Regions from separate parts of the Sus scrofa genome. Here all the other regions are linked to region 1. The links are chromatin contacts, called in public Hi-C and HiChIP or PLAC-seq maps. All regions are on one chromosome and are shown on one strand. Each heading gives the region's core, a stretch centred on a gene start, on an enhancer-like site or on the middle of the called end of the contact. The rest is flanking DNA. Distances are from core to core; before and after follow the strand shown.

Region 1 (2,509 bases), core at 6-2,505:
CATAGTGACCCTGTCCTCCAACACTACAAACCCATCCAGCCTTAAGACTTAACACTTTCCATTCCCTCGGCCTGGAACTTTCTCTGAGCCAATGGCTTCTCCACGCGGCGACCAACTCAAGGACCCCTTCCTAAAACACCTCATCTTTCACCTGATCCTGTTTACCAAAGACTCCTCCCCCAGCACGCTTCCCACCCATCTGAGCACCCAGTGCACCAGAAGCTGCCGTGGGAGACGGATAACGAGTGCGGCCACCTCAAAGGTCTGAAACTCAGATTGCTGGAGGGCCAGGCAGTAGACAAGACTGCGGACAAAAACCAGTACGATAAGGAGGGCCCGAGAGAGCTGGCTGGGCCGGGGCGCGGGATCCCAAGTGCGGGCCCGCAGTACCAGCAGACCCGCGCCACGGGAGTAGCGGGAGAATTAACTCCGCGCCTAGCCTGGGGCAACCGCAAGCGGAGAGCAGACCAGGCCGGGAGCGAGAGGCGCGCCCCGCACTCCCGCCCGGGAGAAAGGCAGACCCTGCGCCGCGCCGCGCCACGCTCACCGCCATTGCAGCACCGCACTCGGCTCCGCCGGGAACAACCAGTTTTCGCGCGAAAATGGCCCACGTGACCGCAACGCCCGGGAAAGCGTCTGGCGGAGCACTACGTCATGACGTCAACGTCCATTTTCGTCAAGGCGGAGCTCGGGGGCGGGCCCGAGAGTTGGGCCCCGCCCACGCCCACCCTGCGCTCTGGGCTGAGGAACCAGCTCAGCTGTAGGAGCTTCAGCTGTTTCCGGCTGTCTAGGGTGAGTGGCAAGAAGCCCCACCTGCCAGCTTCGTGACTTCGGTCGCCCTGTGGCTTGGCTCCTTTGTGGCCTGTGTTACAGACGAGGCAACGGAGGCTCAGAGGCTTGTTTTCTGAGGTCTTTTTACTGTGTATGTCAACTTCTCCGGAAGCTCAGGCTGAATCCTTCAACCACCGAAAGGCCTGGGTTTGCAGGAGGCCACGTGTGATGTTCTGATGGGGGTTATCCTCCCAAGGGAGCCAGGATGCTGGGCGAGGGGTGTCCGGGTAGAAAAAACCTCGTGGACAGAGATGTGGAGAGCACAGCGCCATGGGGATCTGCAAGCAGTTCCCTGGTTCCAGTTAAAAAGCTTGTGATGCTGGGACAGGATTTGAGGTTGGAGAGCCCAAGTCACAAAAGATGGCCAAGTCTTTCTAGGAAGCTGGAGCGCTCTGAGAGCAGAAAAGAGCCACAGAAGGAGTTGAGCAGGGTGGGAAGAGGACTCAGTGGGGTTTTAGGAGAATTCCTCAGGCTGCCGCCAGGGTAGGGGTGGGGTGGGGGGTTTTACATCCACAGAGTCAAGCAAGGGGTGGCTGGAAAATTTTTACATTTATTTTCCAGAATTTCCCTTTGTGGTGCAGCGGAAACGCATCCAACTAGGAACCATGAGGTTGAGGGTTTGATCCCTGGCCTCGCTGATTGGGTTAAGGATCCGGTGATGCTGTGGGCTGTGGTGTAGGTCACAGATGTGGCTTAGATCTGGCATTGCTATGGCTGGTGTGTAGGCCAGTGGCTACAGCTCTGATTGGACCTGGAAACCTCCATATGCCACAGGTGTGGCCCTAAAAAAAGATCAAAAAATTTTTTTTCCAGAAAGTTTCAAAAATCAAAGCTTGATGTGTATGCACGTAACAGTTTACATAGTATTTATAGTGTGTTTATCCCTATTTGCATAATATTTACATTATATTGGGTAGTATAAGTAGTCTATAAATGGCAGTATACAGGAGGATATTCCAAGGTTATATGGAAATACCAGCCATTTTGTATAAGGGACTTGAGCAACCTTGAATTTTGGTGTCTGCACGTAGCTTGAGGTCAATCCCCCAAGGATACAGAGGGAAGATTGTGCTGTGATTCTTCCTCCAGGTCAGGAAGCTAGGGCTAGGGCAGGTGAGCAGACAGGAATGGATCTCAGCTCTCTTGCCAGGCACTTTTGTGTGCTGGGCAACTCTCTGGATGGGACCCAGGGTAGGGGCAGAAATGAGGATAAGGAGTGGGCATTCAGGAGATGGAGTCTATTGGTTGAGGCCAGCAGAAGGGAGGCACCCCAGATGACAGCAGATTCTGGCTTAGGAGACTAGGTGGGTGATGGTGCCGCCTGAGATGGGGAATGCAGGAGGAGGACAAGTTAGTTTGAGAGGAAAGAGGATGCGCTTGGGAGTTCCCGTCGTGGCTCAGCAGTAATGAATCTGACTAGTATCCATGAGGATGCAGGTTCCATCTCTGTCCTTGCTCAGTGGGTTAAGGATCCGGTGTTGCCATGAGCTGTGGTGTAGGTCACAGACACAGCTCAGATCCCACATTGCTGTGACTGTGGTGTAGGCCTGCAGCTAAAGCTCCAAGTCGACCCTGGCCTGGGAACTTCCATATGCCACAGGTATAGCCCTAAAAAGCAAAAAAAAAAAAAAAAAAAAAAAAAAAAAAAGAAAAAAAGGAAAAGGAAGGAAGGAAAGGA
Region 2 (2,509 bases), core at 5-2,504, 920 kb after region 1:
GGCAAACAGACCCAAATCAATTGGAACCAGAAGGTTGATGATGTCCATTCCTGGTTACCTCACCACCAATCAATCAGAAGAATGTCCCTGAGCAGCAAACCTCTCCCTCACCCTGTCTTTAAAAACCTTTCCCTGAAAGCCATAGGGGATCTTGGGTCTTTTGAGCATAAGTTGCCTGCACTGCTTGTTCCATGCGTGCAATAAATGCTGCACTTTTTTTTTTTTTTTTTTTAAACCACAACCTGGTGTCAGTATTTTGGCTCTACTGCACAGCGTAAGTGGATCCAACTTTGGTTCAGTAACAGTCTTCCCACACCCAACTATTTGTGGTACTACTAGCTTATCTCACTGCTGCAGTACAGGAAAGCCTAATGGAAGGATAAATTCAGTCCTTTTCTACCCCAAGGTAGGCAGAAGGGTCAACAGTTGAGTCAGAAAGCAAAATCTATAAGAGGCACTGTCTACATTTTTCATCCAGCAAGTGCCATCTCTAAAAAACGACTGAAAGGAACTCCAAAGAAAACTTCAAGATTGCTGTGCAGAATATTAAATCTCTTATTAGAGGCCTTTAGCCCTCATAAAATAATCAATCCTTACAAGCCACCCACACCACTTGGCTTTTGAAGTTTGCAACAGAATCACTTATTTTTGAATTGTGATCTTTAGAGATCTGGGAGTGAAGACTTCCTTAAATAAACCCTTACCCACAGGTAACATATTCTATTGCCTCTTTTCTCTAACTTTGTTCCCATCCTAAGCCTCCACCTTAAGGAAGATTGTACCGGCTGTGGTCAGATGGCTTAGGCCCACTACTGTGGAGGGGGCCTCAGTTTACCTGCAAAACAAGGCTAATTCCTACTTGACAGAGTTGAGGATTAACTAAATAACCCCTTGACACGTGCTCAGCGAACAATAAATGGGAGCTATCAGTATTATTTTTCTGGCACTCCCACTAGCAAAAGTCACTATTCCCCTCTCTGTAACCTCCCACACCAACCCGAAATTTAAACTCTTTTCAGTTATCTTCTGGGAGTCTCAATAGTAAGTGGCTCGCAATCCAGCCAAACCATGTATAGACTGTCCCAGGAAGGTCAAAGACCCGACTGGGTAAATGCTTTATAACAAGACTTTGCGCTGATTAAGAGCGCAAAACCCCAGCCTGAAAACGACCACTGGGCGGGACTCAGAGCCTCACGCTGAGGGGCGTGGCCTCCTCAGCACGCGTCTGGGGGCGGGTTCCCTTCAAGCGCTGCGTGGACCCCGGATCCCACAGCCAATTTCGTCACTGCCTGAGTCTAACTTCGTTGCGTGAGGCGGGCGGGCGGACAAGCTGTCTGAACGCGGAATTTCAGGGAAAGCGGACAAATAGGACCGGGAGGACGGGGAAATACATGCAGGAGGGCGGAGCAGAAAGCGGAAGAATTGAAAGCAGCTGACCAAGTCTCGTGACAGCCTGGGCGGGGGCGACGCAGGCGTACTGGAGAGCGGTTGCTCAAAGCCTGAGCGAAGATGGCGGCCTCCAGAGCGAACCTCTGAGAGGCAGAGGGAGGAGGCGGAGGGGGCGGGGAAGCGGCGCCGCCGCGGCACCAGAAACCCGCGGTAGCGGAGCTACAGGGCCCCGGCGGGGGAAAGGGGAAGTGGTGAGAGGGAGAAGGTCGGAGGGCACCTCATCCCACTTTGGACGCTGAGCCGACGGCGGGAGGAGCTTGGGCTGGAGCCTCTCCAGCCTCCTGCGAAGGTAAATCACTCTGGGCACCAGAATCGGGAGCTATGCTTTAACCCCTCACCACGCCGCGGGGACTTGGGGGACGAAGGGCAGGAAGAAGAGGGTGGTGTCTGGGCTGCCGCAGCCTCCAGCAGTTAAGGAGAGCAGATTACCTTCCCCCCAAGGCTGCTCGTCTGGTTCCTCTCGTCGGACCCCCTCCCCCGCCCCTACCGGCTCTGACATTCCCCCAGGGCCCTGCCTTGTTGAGCCCCACCCCTCTTTTTGCCTTGCTTTTTGGTTTTCTACCCACCCTGGTTCCCACTCCCCTGTGCACATCCTTAACCCCACACAGCCCTTATTCCCCTTGGGCTCCGCCCTCGGGATTCCCGTCCAGCCTCCTAGTTGGAGCCCTCTTCCTGCTGGATGCCGGCAACTCTTGTTTCTTTGGGTCAGCGACCCTCCTTCCTCCCACGTCCTGCGCTGGCTTTGACTTTGCTTACTTTGTTTCGTTTTCCTGGGAAATGAGCATCCGCGTCGTTTCTTCTCCAGTCCCTCCCTTTTCCAAAATGAACTTTTTCCACTGAGGCTTTTCCCTCTTAGAAGGTAGCTTTTTCACAGTGGCCTTTGCTCCGCTGCTGTGATTTTGCTCTGAATGCGGCCTTTGGAGCGGGTGAAGTAAGACTTAGTCGCTCTGTGAAGTGGCTGTTAAAGGCGAATTTCACTTACTAATCTTAGGAAGAGTGCCTTCCCTTAAATTGTCTCCATGTTGTAGGGTGTTAACCGCTTTTGCCTTGAGATTATCAT
Region 3 (2,509 bases), core at 6-2,505, 760 kb before region 1:
ACAATTGTCACTTAGTGGAAAAAAATCAAAATGGTTCATTCATTTCAGGTTTGGTGGATGGCCCTAGATTTGCACCTGGCTATTGCCAAAACAACTTCCTTGTACAGCATTTTAATAGTGACTGTTAGATGTTTGACACTATCCATCCTGGCATGGGTGATGGGGAGTTAGGAAATCAGGTTTCTAGCCCCAGCTTTGCTCTTAAATAGCTGTGTATCTTTGGATAAATTACCCTCCCTGGACTTGTATTTCACTTTCAGAAAATAAGGATCGTATTGGGATAGCTAATGCTTCTTTTTGTCTGTGAAAATCTGGGGTTTTATTCAACAGCCTGGAGTAGTCCAAAGAGCTCCAGTTCAGGGTCAGTCTAGGTTTCCAAACAACCTGACATTTACTGACTTTGTTGTGTGTTTACTCATCTATACAGTAGGGGTAAATAGCATTTATAATAAAAAATTCATTTATTCATCCAATCAGTGCTAACTGGTCACTATGCCCCACATGCTGAGGTCCTGGGACGAACAGTCTAGACAACGTCCCTGCCCAGCAGAGCAAAACTTCTGTATAAGTTCCTTATTGATGCTGTAACAAATTACTGCAAACTCAGTGGCTTAAAATAACACCAACTTAAATCTATAGTTTCCTAGGATAGAAGTCGGAAACGGGCGTCACTGGGATAAAGACAAGGTGCTTTTGGTTTGTCCTATGTTTCTTGTGGTCTCCCTGAGGTGCATTTTCAGTTCTGTGGGCAGTATCGCAGGAGTGAGGTGCCCTTCTGGGTGTGGTACGTGACGTCACTACGTCCTTCGGTCGGTGATGTTAACCTTGGTCAAGGTGGTGTCTGCCAGGATTCTGGAATATCAATTTACTATTTACCCCTTTGTAATTACTAAGTATTGTAGGGGAGATACTTTGAGACTGTGCAGATGTCCTGTTTCTGCTTAAATTTTTGCTAAAGCTTTTACGTTCTCCGTTAGGGCTATATTCTACCCCATCAGGAAGCAGAAAAGCCACCGTCTCGGTGGGGAGTCGGAGGGTGGCGGGAGAGGCGGAGTGCCAGGGCTCCTTCCCGCGAGAATAGATCGGGAGTGCGCGCGCAGGCAGGCGCCCGGCGGGTCGCCTGTTGCCCTGGAGAAGGGGGTCCTCAGCCCTGGGCGCCGCCATCTTGGGATGCTGGCGGACCCAATGGTCAACTGCGTCGTGGCGGAGGCGGGGCGCAGGGGCGGGCTGGCGGGCGGCCTGAGGCTCAGCTCCATCCCGGCCATGGAGGCGCCCGCAGTCTGCCTGCTACCGCTGCTGCTGTTGCTCTGGGCCTGGGCCCCGGCGCCGGGCCGCGCCTCCCCCGAGGCGCTGCCGCTGGTCAACGAGGACGTGAAGCGCACGGTGGATCTGAGCAGCCACCTGGCTAAGGTGACGGCCGAGGTGGTCCTGGCGCACGCGGGCAGCAGCTCCTCGCCCCGCGCCGCCTCCTTCCTACTAGCCCTGGAGCCCGAGCTGGAGGCCCGCTTGGCGCACCTCGGCGTGCAGGTGAGCTGGGGCCGAGGCGGCGGGGACACGTCAGCACAGGCCGGCGGGCGGGGCTTGGGGTGCTGCTGGCCGGGCCGGAGCGCGATTGGCGAGCGAGGGTGGACTCTGTCCAGTGCGATCGGAAATGGAGCAGCATGTCCCCTGCTTCACGTCTGAATCGTTTGAAACCGTTGTTAATGTAACGCATTTCTTTTGGTCGCGATTTAACTCTTTAAAGGGTTTATTTCTTTTAGTTGAAAGAGTCATACAAGTAATACAGTACAGAAAGTGAAGTCCGGTTCTCTCCCCCTAGACCGGTTGTCATTCTCACGCTGAAGCAGTAAATGGCTCCCAAGTTTGCCTAATCAGTTTCACGCCTCTTGAGGAAGCTGTTGGCTTTGGGAATAGAGAGAATATACCTATGCAGAGGTTTGCTTTTTATTACTGCTTTCATTAAATAGCAGCCATTAAGTCATTACCCAGTTATTGGTTGGGAGAATAGTCATTACAGTGTCGTGTTTCTTCCAAGCACGCCTCTGTCTGACTGAGTTTGGAGATACAAAGCTACCTTTACAGAGATTATGCTTCTGAAATGACTCCTGTACCTTTCATGCCTTGTCTAAAATTTGAAACACAGTTTTGCTTAAAGGTTTGTGGAAAGATTAAAACTTCATTTGAATGTTTTGAAGGTTCAATCGCATTCTTTTATAAAAGCTAGTGCTGATTTAGTGAGGTTGCCACAGGATTACTATCTGGCCTTCATGCTGGAGAGTCTTACAGGCTGGGTTATTGTACTGGTGCCTTATTGAGACTTTATGTCAGGTACTATGGTAGATATTTTAAGTACATCCTCATTTAACTCTCATGGTAGCCCTTTGAGGTATACTGTTAGTGCACCTGAGGAGTCTGAAGTCTGGGAGGGGAAGCTGTATAACCCACTATGTGAGGTCTTCGAACAAAGAGTTGAGCTTTGGTTTAAGACTCTGTATGTTCTTCACTGTCT

What was found. Hi-C and Micro-C count contacts between places; a contact is called where the count stands out from the background. HiChIP or PLAC-seq counts read pairs in DNA pulled down with a chosen protein or histone mark.
Region 2: an H3K27ac HiChIP or PLAC-seq map of alveolar macrophages shows a contact between it and region 1. The contact joins the promoter of DNAJC13 here to the promoter of MCM2 in region 1. A contact is called at or near these places in 1 of 5 promoter capture datasets (liver) and 1 of 2 datasets of contacts at active chromatin or transcription factors (alveolar macrophages).
Region 3: a contact with region 1 is called in a Hi-C map of heart right ventricle, with 4 times the contacts expected there. The contact joins the promoter of RPN1 here to the promoter of MCM2 in region 1. A contact is called at or near these places in 1 of 47 Hi-C or Micro-C datasets (heart right ventricle) and 1 of 2 datasets of contacts at active chromatin or transcription factors (alveolar macrophages).

The regions. Positions count from the first base shown.
Region 1 is chr13:72,650,015-72,652,523 of Sscrofa11.1, forward strand. MCM2 (DNA replication licensing factor MCM2) reads right to left here and starts at 1,256. Exons shown (of 16, transcript XM_003483239.4): 1 at 548-1,256. The coding sequence starts at 553.
Region 2 is chr13:73,572,633-73,575,141 of Sscrofa11.1, forward strand. It overlaps DNAJC13 (dnaJ homolog subfamily C member 13), which reads left to right and starts at 1,255. Exons shown (of 57, transcript XM_021069457.1): 1 at 1,255-1,738.
Region 3 is chr13:71,891,345-71,893,853 of Sscrofa11.1, forward strand. RPN1 (ribophorin I) reads left to right here and starts at 1,256. Exons shown (of 10, transcript NM_214333.1): 1 at 1,256-1,527. The coding sequence starts at 1,264.